5 separate regions of the Mus musculus genome follow, and all the other regions are linked to region 1. A link is a contact called in public Hi-C, HiCAR-type and promoter capture Hi-C data. All regions are on one chromosome and are shown on one strand. Each heading gives the region's core, a stretch centred on a gene start, on an enhancer-like site or on the middle of the called end of the contact. The rest is flanking DNA. Distances are from core to core; before and after follow the strand shown.

The links. Promoter capture Hi-C pulls out the DNA fragments that hold promoters and counts their contacts. Hi-C and Micro-C count contacts between places; a contact is called where the count stands out from the background. HiCAR-type assays count read pairs that join an accessible place to other places.
Region 2: a contact with region 1 is called in a Hi-C map of B cells, with 5 read pairs. The contact joins the promoter of Nabp1 here to the promoter of Gtf3c3 in region 1.
Region 3: a promoter capture Hi-C map of hippocampal neurons shows a contact between it and region 1, with 2.6 times the contacts expected there. The contact joins the promoter of 4930558J18Rik here to the promoter of Gtf3c3 in region 1.
Region 4: a contact with region 1 is called in a HiCAR-type map of astrocytes, with 3 times the contacts expected there. The contact joins the promoter of 9130024F11Rik here to the promoter of Gtf3c3 in region 1.
Region 5: a contact with region 1 is called in a promoter capture Hi-C map of liver, with 4 times the contacts expected there. The contact joins the promoter of Stat1 here to the promoter of Gtf3c3 in region 1. A contact is called at or near these places in 2 of 39 promoter capture datasets (both in liver) and 1 of 484 Hi-C or Micro-C datasets (B cells).

The regions. Positions count from the first base shown.
Region 1 is chr1:54,437,670-54,440,576 of GRCm38.p6, forward strand. Gtf3c3 (general transcription factor IIIC, polypeptide 3) reads right to left here and starts at 1,357. Exons shown (of 18, transcript NM_001033194.3): 1 at 1,144-1,357; 2 at 163-274. The coding sequence starts at 1,245.
Region 2 is chr1:51,476,926-51,479,832 of GRCm38.p6, forward strand. It overlaps Nabp1 (nucleic acid binding protein 1), which reads right to left and starts at 1,474. Exons shown (of 6, transcript NM_028696.3): 1 at 900-1,474; 2 at 553-691. The coding sequence starts at 990.
Region 3 is chr1:57,376,164-57,379,070 of GRCm38.p6, forward strand. 4930558J18Rik (RIKEN cDNA 4930558J18 gene) reads right to left here and starts at 1,381. Exons shown (of 4, transcript NR_037999.1): 1 at 1,242-1,381. 1700066M21Rik (RIKEN cDNA 1700066M21 gene) reads left to right here and starts at 1,457. Exons shown (of 2, transcript NM_028546.1): 1 at 1,457-1,783. The coding sequence starts at 1,508.
Region 4 is chr1:56,969,954-56,972,860 of GRCm38.p6, forward strand. It overlaps 9130024F11Rik (RIKEN cDNA 9130024F11 gene), which reads left to right and starts at 1,516. Exons shown (of 2, transcript NR_024326.1): 1 at 1,516-1,818. It overlaps Satb2 (special AT-rich sequence binding protein 2), which reads right to left and starts at 1,381. Exons shown (of 11, transcript NM_139146.2): 1 at 1,159-1,381.
Region 5 is chr1:52,118,033-52,120,939 of GRCm38.p6, forward strand. It overlaps Stat1 (signal transducer and activator of transcription 1), which reads left to right and starts at 1,406. Exons shown (of 25, transcript NM_009283.4): 1 at 1,406-1,591; 2 at 1,880-2,040.

The DNA of each region.
Region 1 (2,907 bases), core at 107-2,606:
CAGCCAGGGCTACACAGAAAAAGCCTGTCATGAAAAACAAACCAACAAACAAAAATAGAATGTTATTACAATAAACATAAAAGCAATAAAAAGTAAAAAGCAAATAGTGTTTTTATCAAATCATTTTACTTAAGTGCTCATTTAAAGCCAGCAGTAACATACCTTCATTGGCGTCTTTGTCCTGGGATTTGGCAGAGTCAATTCCTGATGAGGATGGAACTTCGGAGTCATCTGGGTTTTCTTTGGGTGATGATTTTCCTTTTTCCTGAACACTCTGTGATTGGGAATTAAACAGTTCCAAAAACTAATTCAGATTTAATTCTCTCAGCCTTGAATAGGGCATTTGCCTTATCTTTATAAAAGTTGACCCTCCCCTATGATACGTGGAATCTAAATTTGAATAGTTTCAAAGTGTTCCAATGTACTTAAGTCTTTAGTTTATGTAAGTCATTTGCAAATACAAGTGGAATGATTTTAAATATTTTAATGTCATCAATCTAAGACTTTAAATAAACCATAGGGTTCATAGAAGTCTATGAGTCAAGAAAGAAATCATTAGCTAACTTCAAAAGGGTCAAGAGATCTTTATGTTGGTCCCTTGGCCTTCAAACAAATGAGAAACTATTTAAAGTTCAGATCTTTATTAAAATTTGAAAAAGTAACAGATATCCTCACTATCTGGTTAGTTAGGTTTACTTTTATGTCTAAGAAAAAAAATTACACGGAGACTCCTCAAAAATAGGCGCACCAGGGGTGCATGTAGCTTTGCGATGGGGAGCTTTGTCCAGCAGGCTGGAGGCCCTGAAGTTTGATCCCCAAGACCCCTATACAGACCACAAAAACAAAAGGCCTGGTTCCCACCACCGTCACAACCTAGTTGCAAGATAGGTTTAGAACTAATCAGATCACCCTGTCTGGCTCATCGACTTAACAGGTATTAGGGGGTCGGGGGAGGTTAGCGCCCACCAAGGCTGGCTTTCGGGTGGGGAGATGTCTTTAGAGGCTCTGAGTACTCGGGTGGGAGTGAAAATCGGAAATTTTGGAAGAGGTGAAAGCTGCTGGATCCCGGGCCCACCCTGGGCAACCCACGACTCGGTTTCGGGGAAAACAAGACCGAGGAGCACCGGGGGCCCAGCGGCTCACTTTCTTCTCTCGGGTTTTTCTCTCTTCTCTCCGCCTTTCGAACTCTTCAAAGGAGATTTTCCCTTCCAGGTAGTCGATAAGTTCCGGGCTGAACCCCGACATGTCTGCAGGGCCGACGCTGCGCAGCGGGCCAGGGAAGCTGCAGCACTCCCAGGCTCTGTAGGACGCCTAGGAGAGACCGGACCAGCGTCCGCCCTAGAAACCTTCCCGGCCTGCGCCGCGGCCGCGCACTCTGGTTCCGCCTGCGCTCTAGGCCCCAGGCCTCTTCCCACAGGCAAGGGAGTGTCCAAATGCATCTTTCAAGCGCCAGACTCCCTTAAACTACCAGCTAGAGGAGCCTTTTTTTTTTTTAAAGATGTATGTATTAGTTTGTTTGTTTGCTTGCTTGCTTATTTTATGTATAGGAGTACACTGTCTTCAGACACACCAGAAGAAGGCATCAGATCCCATTACAGATGGCTGTGAGCCACAATGTGGTTGCTGGGAATTGTACTTAGGACCTCCGGAAGAGCAGTCAGTGTTCTTAACCACTGAACCATCTCTACAGGAGACTTTTGATCTGGGGATGCAGCACAGTGGCAGAGCGTTTGCCTGGGTTTCTATCTCTAATGTCAATCAACTTTTATGTCCCAAGTATTCATAAACTTTTTTGTTGTTGTTTTGTTTTGTTTTTTGTTTTTCGAGACAGGGTTTCTCTGTGTAGCCCTGGCTGTCCTGGAACTCACTTTGTAGACCAGGCTGGCCTCGAACTCAGAAATCCGCCTGCCTCTGCCTCCCGAGTGCTGGGATTAAAGGCGTGCCCCACCACGCTCGGCTGCTCTCAAACTTTTAAAGGGATTCTAACTCTTCCCATAGGGCGTCTACTGTATATCTGTTACATACATCTCTCAAAATAATCCTTAGGAACCTATGAGAGGAAAAAAAGGGAGAGGTGTGGGGAGGGTAATAGAACACTTGTAACATGAAAAAGGGCAACACCTGAAGTGGAAAGACTTGAGGTGGGACTTGAGGGGAGAGAGATGGAAGAGAGGGGTCAAAGTGAGTGAGTGAGAGAGAGAGAGAGAGAGAGAGAGAGGGAGAGAGAGAGAGAGAGAGATTATTTTCAACTCCTAGGAGCTCTTGTGATTTGCATTTTATCTTGTATTATAACTATTTCTTTTTCTAGAGACATTACCTATAAACATCAAAGACATTAGTTTATGTGTCATTATTATAAACCTGACTAACCTAATAACATGTATTCAAAACACATTTGTGAGTAAAGTTAGATGAAACTACAAGAGCCTTTGGAACTTTGGGCAAAGTTGAGCTCAGCATAGTCCTGGGTCCAAAGACGAGAGTCTATCTTTGATCATCTTTATGATAATCCAAGCTAAGGAGATCTGTAGCAGGGTTGCAGAATCAGAGGTCAAGACCTGCAAGAGCAGGACTACCAGATAGCAGAAAACTATCTCAGTCACTGCGTTTCTCCTGAGGAGGGATCTTACACAGGCGTGAAAACATACATGAGCAGACGGAGTGTGTTGATGTTATCCCCAGAAACAACTATGAGGATTACTCCCCTGAAGTCTTCAGGGAGTTGGGGAACTGTGCGGAAGACTCTATGTCTGTTTCCAGACTCACTCAAAGCGGGAAAGAGAAAGTGAGTATGGCTATCTGGAAAGGAAAACACTCTGCTGAGACCCAAATGTTTAGGCTGGTTTCTGTTACTGTTGGCTCCTGGGAAAATGAGAATAACAAGCCAACAGATGCAGATACAAAGTA
Region 2 (2,907 bases), core at 224-2,723, 3.0 Mb before region 1:
ACTCTGATCTTACAGATGAAATCATTTTCAAGAATGAGTATTCCAGATATTCATTCATGTCCATATCACAACGATGAGTATTGAGTACAAAAAAAGGTACCAAAAAAGGAAAGGGGTGGAAGACATTATACTTCATACACGAACTGATTAAAAAGGAAATGTGTCCAACTGGTGTGGCACACAGAACTGATTTCCAGGTATATCTCTGTGAGTTCGAGGACAGACTAGTCTATAGAATTGTTCCAGGACAACCAGGGCTACACAGAAAAACCCAGTCTCCAAGAAAGGGTGGAAAGGGTAATGTGATCTTTTATCAGCCTCACTGATAAATGCTCACTGACTTCCACACGGTATTCTCAAAAATAAAATTAACCTTTAAAATTGGAGGGGAGTTAAATCCCTACCTAAAACAAATTAGCTGTGAAGGTGAGCTGCTCCCAGTGAGGTCCACTAAAACAGCTCCCTTCTTGAAGTGGCCCATGGAAGAGCCAAACAACTTCAGAACCCCGAAGTCGGCCAAACCCACACCTACCCCAATTTATGCACACCTACCCTCTGGTCAACCGAATAATATCCCCTGTCTGTATGAGCCCTCCGATCTCATCCCACACAGAAATAGTGATGCTTCCCGTTCTATCAGCTACTTTGCAGGATCTCACTTCATGGCCGTCTTTGGTTTTGGTCACTCGTCCTGTGAAGATTTAAAAATCAAAAAGGGGAGAAGGAAAGGTGTGTTAGATAAGGAGTTCATTCGAGGGAGCTCTTTCACCCTCCTCTGGCTCGCTACGTGACTGACTTCTGTCCCCGGGTAGGATTCTGGGCCAGGAGCACGTGGGGTCGCGGGCGGGGAAGAGGTCCGAGCTCTCGAGGGTGTGGGGCGGGCTGCGGACCTCACTTACCTATCTCCAGGACAATAAAGACGACATTTAAGTTTTTCAGTCCGGCCTTAATGTCTTTTATAAAAAGTGGAGGGTCGTTGACCCCGTGCATACTGAGGCAGGTGCGGCTACGCTTCAGAGACCCACTAGGCAAGGCTTCCCACCCTCGGGGAGGGGCAGGGGCAGAGCCGGGGAGCAACCTGGGGCAAGATTGGCGACCGGGGTCAGGAAGCGGTAATTCAGGGGCCGGGTAAACCAGCCCTAGAGGCACGGAGCCAAAAGAAAATAAAAATGGAAAAGGGAGGGGAAAAAGACTCTCACAAGTTCAAAAAAAACAAAAAACCAAAAAACAAAACCGAAGACGCACTCCGCACCCTGAGCCCGCTCCCAAGTGGGCGGCGAGCAAACCAGCGTGCGCACTGCCGCCTCCGCTAAGGGAAAAGGGATCAGGAGACGGCCCTGCCCGAGTCCCGCTGTCCCTCACACAACACACGCACACGCGCGCGCCCCCTCCGTCCCAGGCTCAGGGAAGGTACGTGACAGCAAAACGGCAAGGCTGTTCACCAACCGCGCAGCCCGCGTCCCAAGCAGCAACTGGCGAACGCTCCCTCAGGCCGGCTTTATTAAGCCGCGCCCCGCCCCTTGTGGCGTCACGCGACGTCACCACGCCCACTAGCACGCCTCTGGGGCGGAACACAGCGCCACTGAGCTCGCAGCTTCCCTGGATCCTCCCCTACTGTCAGCACAAGCACCGCCTCCCGGCCGACCAATGGTCTCTCGGCCACACCCTCCTCCCGCTGGTCGCTCCACGTCTTCCGGGTTTCTGTAGGGCTGGGTCTTTTGGTGCTCCGAGGGAGACCTGGCTTCTTCTAATTCCTCAGGATCCTTCAGTAAGGCCACCTTTGCCCTTCAGTCCCGCGATCACGTGGAACTCAGATGTTCCGAACCCCGTGGTTAGAGCAAGTATGCAGTTGAGAAGGAACGGAGAGAGTGATCGAGCAGGATCAAGGAGAGAGAAAAAAGGGCGAACTAAAGGTGTCCGAGGCTTCCAAGAGAGTGGTTCCCAGTCGCAGGCAACTTGGCGATCAACCTTCGTACTTTAGAGGTGTTTAAATTGGGATCCAGAAACACGAGGTGGTCTTTTTAAAAGTAACTTGTAAATAAACCTCTTTTCATGCTGATAATAGCCATACATAGTTAAGTTCCACAGATATTTCATTTTTTCCTTAACCCTTTTCTTTAAATTGCACTTGGCTTTTATATAACTAAGATGAGTTAACCATACACTGGTGAAGGGGAACCTTAAAACAAAACCTGAAAGGGAGGGTTGTGCTTTGCCACCAAACAAGCTGGAGGCTAATTGTGTGACCTTGAAATTAGTTGGTTAAGCTTCCTAGCCAGAATTTAACAATCTGAACAATAAAACTAGGATCCTTGCCTCATAGAGGATAAAATGGGGTCATAAATAAATTGCCCAAGTACAGTCGCAAATAGATCTGTGATCAGTATTTCTTTTCATCAATTTTCTATTGAAAATAATTACCTGTTATTTAATCTCATGGTGAGTGATAATTTTAACCCCCGTTTACAAGTAATAAAACTCACTAGAGAATAACCAAACTGGATTTCAATTTAGGCAATCTTGACCCTAGGAGGCTTCAACCAGAAGTATTTTATGTTTAAGTAGTATGATTGTAACCCTCCAAAACAGATTGAAGAAATGGGAACAGCAGAGTATATTCTAGCATGTTAGAGAATCATATAAGCAAATACTGTGGAAAATAGAAAATGTATATATCAAAAACACACTTCTTTTTCTTTTTAAGGATAATACCGAGAAACAGCATAGAGAAAAGTTTAAGAATAAATAACAAGCCATGTTAAGAACATTGAGCAGCCTAGAGGTGAAGCACACCTTTAATCCCACCATTCAGGAATCTCAGGCAATCTGTGAGTTCAAGGTCAGCCTGAGCTACACAGAAACCTTGCCTTGAAAAACAAACAATATAATAGAGCAAAGTTGTGGCCA
Region 3 (2,907 bases), core at 131-2,630, 2.9 Mb after region 1:
ATCTAACAGTTTTTGTCAAAGTAATTGGTAAAGCATACCTCTATAAAGACACTAAGAAAATGTACAGAGCAATTATACTTTGTTAACAAATACAAGAAATTTAAAATTAGAATAAGGCTTGGGATATGACCTAGTTGGTAAGGTGCCTGCCTCTTTCCCCAAAGCATGGGGGCTGAATTGGATCCCCAGCATCCACAAAACAGAGAACCCAGTAGCTGGGAAGTTAGAAACAGGCAAACCATTGGGGGCTTCTTGGCTAGCCCAGTCTAGCCTAATCCATGAGCTTCAGGTTCAGCAAGATGCTGTCAAACAATAAACTAATCAATAAAAAATTTTAAAAGATGGAGTGTGAGGAATGTACTGTGATACAAAAAAACTGCTCTCACCTTAAAGATGAGCCACATATCAGTTAGCTCAAGTTTTACAGTATCAAAATAGAAAATATTATATAATTTAAGACTTTGAAAATAAGATAACAGACAGAAAATTTCTGCTATAGGCCTCTAATATAAGTCTTAGCTTCTGGGCTGGTGGAAGCTAAGCTAATACATTTCAAAGGTTTCATCTGATACTCACTAGTATGCTGGCTGTTTAGGTACACAGGTTAGCTAGGAAAGGCTATTAATTAAAAGAGCGAAAGACAGCTCAAGATAATTTTTAATCAGGGTTTGAACTTACAACATAATTTCTCCCCAGTCATTTAAGTTCTAATCAGCTAATCACTCCTGCAGAAACTTCAAGTTTCAACTTCTTTCCAGGAATCTCCTTTACACCCAAAGTCACTTCAAGCCCACAGCAGCAAACAGATGCATGTGCGTGTCCGATGTGCACACACAATGTTAAAACAAGATTCACTTTTCCCACCTTTAGCATAAATTTGGCCCAGTCCTATTTCTACACAACTTTAAGTAAGAAGTTGCTATTTCCACGACTTTCCTATACTTTTCAACGTGGTTTCAAAACCCTAAATCGGAAATTCGATAAGCTGTAAACACCCCTACAGTAAATGTGTGAACAAGTAGGCCTTTTCTCTATCTTCCCTAAGGTAAGTGTCCAGCTCTCTCTCTCTACCAACTAGGAATGTGCTAGACTTGGTGTGGAGCCAGAAATTCCCTAACTAGGTAACTTCGGGACATAGGGGATTCTTTTCATTCTGAGCAAGTACAAGACTTTCAGAACCATTCTTCTTTACCTTGGACTAAATTAACAAAGACACATCTTCACCGTGAGGATGAACCTACCAAAGCTTTTATACAGAACCCGAGGAAACTCTGACCCTGAGCAGCTGCTGCTGTGCATGGGCCCAACCTGCGGGCTCTTCCACGTCCGTTCGAACTTCCCGGCCGGGGCTGAGTCCGCCAACCACAAACGTCCTTCCTCCAGCCGCGCCCTCCGCTCCCCCTCCCTCCGGACGCACGCGGCGTGCTGACGTCACGGCGACCGAAGCCGTTGGGCAGCCGAGGCCCCGCCCTCGCTGCCGGGTGAGCGGCCCTGGCGGCTCGAGCCCATGCTGGGGTCGCGGCGTCTGCGGTCCCCCGCGCTGGTGCTGCTGCTGCTGCGGCCGCTGCTCGCTTCCGGAGACTCCGCGTCCCGCCTGCAGACCCGAGCCATGAACCCGGGCGGCGGTGAGCGGGGCTCCCCGGAGGACAGCCACCGTCTGCAGCGCTCCACGGTGCCGGGCTCCGACCCGCAGCGCAGCAACGAACTGCTCCTGCTGACATCCCGGGAAGGAGATTCCCCGGAGCAGCGGCACCACGTCCTCTACTTCCCTGGGGACGTGCAGGTAACGCGGGGCCAGGCCTCCCCGACACGCCCACACGGGTTCTCATACGATGGGGGTGCGGGGCGCGCCCCCGTTCCTGCCAGAGCCCCATCCGGGGAAGGGGCCTTGGAGGGCCACGGTCTCCAGAGAGCGGCTGTCAGTCCAGGTGCCACTGGGTGGAAGGAGAGGCGCGACAGGGAGTGGGACAGCCACGCACAGCTCCAGCCTGCTCTCAGAGGACTGTGTGTGTGCTGGGCACTGGACTGTTTAGAAAACGCTGACTGACCAAATAAAATACATCCGTTGCTAAAGTGACCTTTCCAGTAACCCTAAAACACAGCAGTGGAAGGGATGCAATCGTCAAGAATGCTAATGATACTGAGAGGCCCATTTGAATTCAACTCATCTGTGTGCTTCCTGTTACTGGTTTTTATAGCTGCAGACATACGTCTTTGCTGAAGCTGTCCTGGAAGCTGGGTTTTAATGTAAAACTGCATCGTGCAGTGGATACATTAGCCGCGTGAGAGTATCTGAACAAGTTAAAATGAAAAGGCAGCGTTCTCTGTCTCACTAGTTGTATTGCCAAGTGTTGAGTCACCACAGGTGACTTGCTTGTACCCCGTTGGACAGCGCAGATACAGTTGGCATTTACATTGAAAATCAATTATCCCAGAGCGTTGTTAGCACTAGGGTAGATATTCAAGTTAGAATATAGCTAGATGGTTTCCTCATACTAGAAAACTGTTATTGTTTTGAAATTGGTGCTTTAAAATGATACACCAAAAAATCTATTTTCTCTTGCTGTTTTCTCTCAAATCAGTTGACTTGACTAGTTGACTGCTAATGGAAACTAGCAAAAACCCAAATTTAGGTTCAAGAAAATCTCATTTTGGTGCCTTTATTCCCAGATTGAAAACAAGTGTGTTGCTTCTGCTTCCTGCGACTTGTGACCAACTACTTCATGCCTTCCAGTGGTGGTGGTGGTGGTGGTGGTGGTGATGGTGGCTGAGTACTTTCTGCTGTAAAAGTGTTCCAGACAGAACATCCACCTGGCTTAAGTAGGGCCTAAAGTGTTCTAGATATAGTTTGAGGATCATCTTTCATTTCCCATCATCAGCCTTTGGGACAATGACAGAATGGTAATG
Region 4 (2,907 bases), core at 266-2,765, 2.5 Mb after region 1:
ACGATCAGGCCAGTGGCAGAGCACTGCACCGCAGCCACACAAACTTCCTCCCACGCTGCAGAAGGGTACCGAAGGGTCCCGGGAAAGCAAGTCCCAACCAAACAAACACTGGAGGTCCCAAAGCTGCCCAGAACTTGAGGTACTAAGACCTGCTCTGTCTCAGGTCCCAAGAGTTAGCCCTCAGTTGTGTGGACAGAGTCGGACCTCGAAGCCTTTAAGCAGTACCCCATTCATTGCGGGCAGCGCTGGCATTATCCTCTCTTTGATAAAGAGCCACCACCACCATAAGCCCCACTTGGGGTGTCAGGGTTTTGAAAGGAGCGTACTTATGGGCGAGAGGTCCCACCAGGCCAGGGAGGGAGCAAGGACTTACACGGGTCCTTAAGCAAATTAATTGCTTGATAAATGCGCTGTGGATGGCCAAGCTGGATCAATGGATCCATGGAATCCCCACCTTTTACCTTTATGGACCAAGTACACTTGTGTACACAAACACACACCTTTGCACACAAAAAAATTAACTATAATTTCACGTGAGCGAGCATCCCAAAACACTCTGAGATTTGGAAAGGCTACCCTCCATCCCAGGATCACAATTATTATTTGGGAGCATTCTTATCTTCATCGTATCCTGGATGTGGTTGTTGTTTTTTAAGCCATTAAGCGTACAACATAAGAGAAAGAAATCTTGATTCTTAGGTACAGGAGCAGGCTTCATTAATCCTAATTTCTAAATCTGGAAAGTTTTTCTCGAGGTCCCTAGGCGAGCAGTGCTCCATACTCTTCAATTTTGGAGGAGTGACCCGGAAGAAGGGAAAACACCTGATGAAACGGCGCCCACATTGTCACTGAAACCCATGAAAGGAACCCCTAATACACCAGGGGCTCTGAGAATCCTCTAAGAGCGCTTTGGACGCGGGAGAAGCCTAGTCGCCACGAGTCCAGACGAGGTGGTGGTGGGGGACAGAGAGGAGTTAAGAAGAATGCGAAAGATGTAGGGAGTGCTCGGAGGGGTTGCCAGTGAAGGCTCCACCGCACTTCCCGGCTTCGCCTAAGCGCGCGTGAGAGCCAGAGCCCCAGAACAGCCGGGGAACTTAGCGCGCCCAGGGCTTCCCGAACTACAGGCGCCGCGTGGGAGCCCTCGCCCAGCGTACTTACTGCTCACGGTCTGTCTGAAACTTGGCTGGCTGGGGCTCTGTCCATGGAGCAAAAGTAGAGAATCCAGGGTGGAAAGTTTTTGGTGAATTGTAGTGTTGTCCTAGTCTTCCTTTCTCTTTCCTCCTTCCCCTTTCCTTTTCCTCTTCCCCGGTCCTAGCGTTTAAGGTCCTGGGTCAGGGTGTCTTCTTCTGGTTCGGAGATGGTTGTTATGATGATGGGGGCGGGGGGCAGTGAGGGAGGAGGAGGAGAGGGAAAGGAGGACTCCTCCAAAGGGGCACCAGAGCGAGCGGGGGAGGGGACGGCGGAGGAGGGGGGGGGGAGAGGGGGCTGAAAGAGCCTTTCACACCTTCGGGTAGAAGACCGGTTCTGGAGAGAAAGGGCTGAGGACTGGGAGGCTGCGGCGGCTGCTGGCTCCTACAGCCGCTAGCTCCAGAGGAGGCGCGGCCAGAGTCGCGGGGACGTTGCCACCAAGAGCGGGGAAGGTGCGGAGACCCCGGACCGCGCGCAAGAGAAAACGCGGCGGCCGCACAAGCTGTCACCTCCAACCTCTCCCCTCGCGGCTGCCTCTGCCAGAAGCCAGAGCCGGACTCACTGACAAGCCGCAGAGAGAAAGACACTGAGAGGGAGATGATTATTAGTTGCGTTGAGTCATCAGGCAAAGTGAGTCCTTTTGGGTTGTCCTCGGTTTCCGATTTCTCCCCCTCCCCCTTTCGGTCCCCAGATCTAGCGCCTTCAAAATAATAATTTGGGGTGGGGGTAGGGGATGTCTCTGGGTTATTTCGGGATGGGAATGGGGGGGACGGATCTAAACCCAAGCCAGACTGGTCCACCGCAATGAAGGAGGGGAGTGGGGGGCGGGGAGGAGGGCTGGGGAGGTTGCGGGGGGAGGGGGGCCCCGCCTGGCAGGAAATTAAACATCAATCAATCAATCGCTGTGAGCACGGCGACCCAAGGAGCCGGGCTGCGGAGGAGGCACAGGGATAGGCGAGGGGGTGGGAGTCAGGGAAAAAGGAGGAAGGGGGGAGTCGGAGGTGGGAGCGGGGTGGCAAGGACCTCATGCACCGGGCGACGAAGGACGGATGGCTGAGGACTGAGTGTGGCGCGAGGCGGTGGCCACGGCCGACGAATGGGTGCGTCTAAGCGCTGACGAACGCCAGGGCCCAGGGTCTGGTCCTCCTCCTTGTAGCAAGTCCAGGGCGCAGCCGCCTCGCCCAGCCCCTAGGCGCACTCGTCCCGGCGCGCAGGCTGCGGCGACTAGGCGGGCGCTCCGTGTCGCGGCTCGCCGCAGAGGCGCAGGCTGGCGCTCGGGAGGCGGCAGAGGCTGCCTCGTCTCCGGGCTCTGTTAATTGCGCCGCCGAGTACTTTCGACTTTGGAGATAGGAGGGCGATCGCCTCCCCCACCCACCGCCTCCGCCCACCACCCACCGCCTCCGCCCCTCGGAGCAACTTTTCTCGGTGCGAGCGAGCTCCCCATCTGCTCGGAGCCGACCGGCCCGGCCCGAAGCGCTCCCGGCCGCGTTTGGGGAAGGCCACTTCTCCCTCAAATCCCGTGCGGCCGCGGGTCCGGAACAATAGCCCGGGTGTCCCGAACGCCTGGAGCGAGACTCCGCCCGTCCGGCTGGCTGTGGGTCCGGCACTGGAGAAAGGGTTGCTCCGTGGGCACAAGGCAGGCTGCATCCCTGCCACTCTCGCCACGCGGGCTACGTTGCGAGCGGCGCAGCCCGAGCTGCCCGGAGGCCAGAACACTGT
Region 5 (2,907 bases), core at 156-2,655, 2.3 Mb before region 1:
GATTTTAACATGAGTTAGTGACTCCTCAAAGAATTTGAGAATACAGATGTTGGCTTAGAGGACTTTTCAAAGAGAACACTGCTGGTGAGAAGATTGAGTTTGGGGAAAGAGTTTTGCTTATTCAAAGAATAAAAATGCTGTACTAAGCAATGAAAACAGAGTAGCACAAGCTGAGATTAAAGAAAGTGATAGGGGAACATGGCTTTAGAGAATATATTGAGAAATTTGAATTGTCTAAGACCAAGCAAGAAAAGCCATCATGAAATTTTTAGATTGGCATGACATGATCAGCATTGCAATTAGATTTAAAAAAAAATCACCCAAATGAGTGTATGGCAGATAAATTAAAAGGGAGTGAAAAGCCAAAGTCAAGCAGTCACCAGAAAAGCCACAGCAATGATCCAGGTAAGAGGACGGGGTGGTGGAAGAGGTAGAAACAGGAGCTAGACCAACCGAGGCTCGAGGACCAAGTGTCCGGGACTAAATGGGCAACGTCTATGGCTTGGCCCTCATCCGTTCCAGACTAAGACGGGGTATGAGGAGGAACCTGTGTTTTGAGTACAGTTGGTTTACAGACTCAGTAGATATCCAAGGACAGGGTAACTGTGACACTTGGAAGAAAGCAGTGGGTGTGTATACATCTAGGAGTGCTCCAGGACATGGAAGTTACAGGGACAGTCATCAAAGGCACAACGGGAGAAGGGTAGATAAGAGACTCACATTCTGGTTTAGTAGTTTAATAATGGAGATGGGGGACAGAGGGATGTCCTGCGAGAAAGGAAGAAGCAAAGAGGTCCTGTCATCATGATGGCTAAGCGGGACAAAAGTTTCGGTAATGGAGGTGTCAATTGTGTAAAGCTTTATTTTTCTTAAACATATTAGTTAGAATTATTTATTTTATTTCATGACATTTTTGTTTTGCTTGCGTGTATGTGTACTTCTTGCAGGCTTGGTTGACGTCAGTGGAGGTCCGAAGAGGGCACTAGACTCCTGGAACTGGAGTTGGGAACCATTACGCAGGCACTGCAAATCCAAGCCCTGTCCTCTGCAAGAGCAAGTTCTCTGTAGCTGCTGAGTTAAAGGCAAGTATTGAATGTTTTCAAATTGGTAAATTAAGCTCCCTGGCTTTAGTAGCGTGAAGGTTAATCTCTAGTCCCCAATTCTGAATCCCGCAGTGATGCGCCTACTTAATGCAGGATCTCCAAGACTGAGCTTGCGCAAGCCTATAGTTTCCAACCTTGTAAACACAACCCCCTGTCTGCGGTTTGCACCGCACAGCGGCGCCCCAAGTTTCGCACGCCGGGTAGGGAGCGCGCGGACCAGGAAGGCCAAGCAGCCGAGGGGGGGGGGACGGTGCGCTGATGGAACAGCCGGCCAATCTCTGCCGCTGATTGGCTGAGGCGGAAGGAGGCGGGACGCCCTCTAGCCTTTTTTCCTGCCCGGTACTTTCGGTTTTCAGCGCCGAGTCTGTCAAAGCTCCCTGGAGACCTCCGGGACCGCGCCCCTCAGACCCACTTGGGACACTGCTGAGCGGCGCAGAGAGATTTGCCCAGACTCGAGCTCCTGCGTGCAGTGAGTGAGTGAGAGCCAGGTGCGGATCCGGGTGCGGGTGCGGGTGGAAGTGGGGCGCCCTCTCCTCGGACCTGGGGTCTGCTGCCCACAGGTGACCTGTCATCCCGCAGAGAGAACGCCAGGAGCCGGATCGCTTGCCCAACTCTTGGCGCTGCTTGGCTCTCTTATCCTGCCGTTCTCACTTCTAGGGTAAAATGACTTGTGCAATAGACATTTCTCCCGGAAGACACTGCACCTTCCCGCTTAACCTTTGCTCGCCTTGCCTCCAGCCCCTTTCCACCACTGTAACATTTTCTTCTTTTTGCAGTCGTTTCAGCTCTGCTCCATACCCTGAGCCGGCGCCACGCCGCCGCGCATGCAACTGGCATATAACTTGCTGTGTGTGGTGATTGCTTGTGTTGAATCCCGAACCTGCACCCGGAGACAGCCCAGTAAGTCTACGTGGGAACGGAAGCATTTGGAATCTCAGTATGTATCAGCCCTTACCGGTTTTCTGAAACTTAAAGGTGGTATTTAGGTTCCGCAGAACCACTAATGGTATAATCACTATCTAAAATACTCCCGAACACTACCTAAAAGTTTAGGGATAGGTGAATGGATGGGTGAAGATTGCTTTTATCTGGCAGGAATGACTTGAGCCCTGATTGATCAATGAGGACTCAGACTTGTAGGTTCATCATGGGGTTTGCCTTTTGCTTTCCTACGCCTTCTGATACATACAAGGTTTCAGCGGAACAAACGGTTCTGTGCTCAGTAACACTTAGGCTATATGCCCGGCGCTGTAGGGTCCAGAGGACGCTGATAGCAAAATATATCCCCTCAGAGGCTCTGATGCGTGCAGACAGCAAGCTTCCTGTGGAAAGTTCATGCGCTAAAAACCGTGCAAATGGCAGCCTGGTACAGGCCAAAGAAAGTTATGTGTGGGAGGGATAGACAGTTTTAGGAAGAAGTACCATCTATACGGAATTCTGCTAGATTGTTGGAAACAATGTGGTCTGTGCAGAACGGGCTAGACCGGGAGGATAGAATGTTTGTTGGAGGCATGAAAACAGGAAAGAGCCAACTCCAGACTCTGAGCCAGGTGTTTAAGGACTGTCTTGCCAGTCTCAGGTTTACAGACATGCCACAGTGGTGGGCTGGAGTCCTTTCCAATGGTATTTGAAATGGCGGCTTGCTTTGTAGTGTAGACATTTCCTTATTATCCTTTGAAGGGGCATTTGTGCAGCAGACATGACTTCATTCCTGCACATGAGTGTTTGAAAACAAGTATTTATCCATACAGTCCCATATGCTCCATCAGAGTACAGACCTTTCCTCAGAGGTCTGGCGCTACTA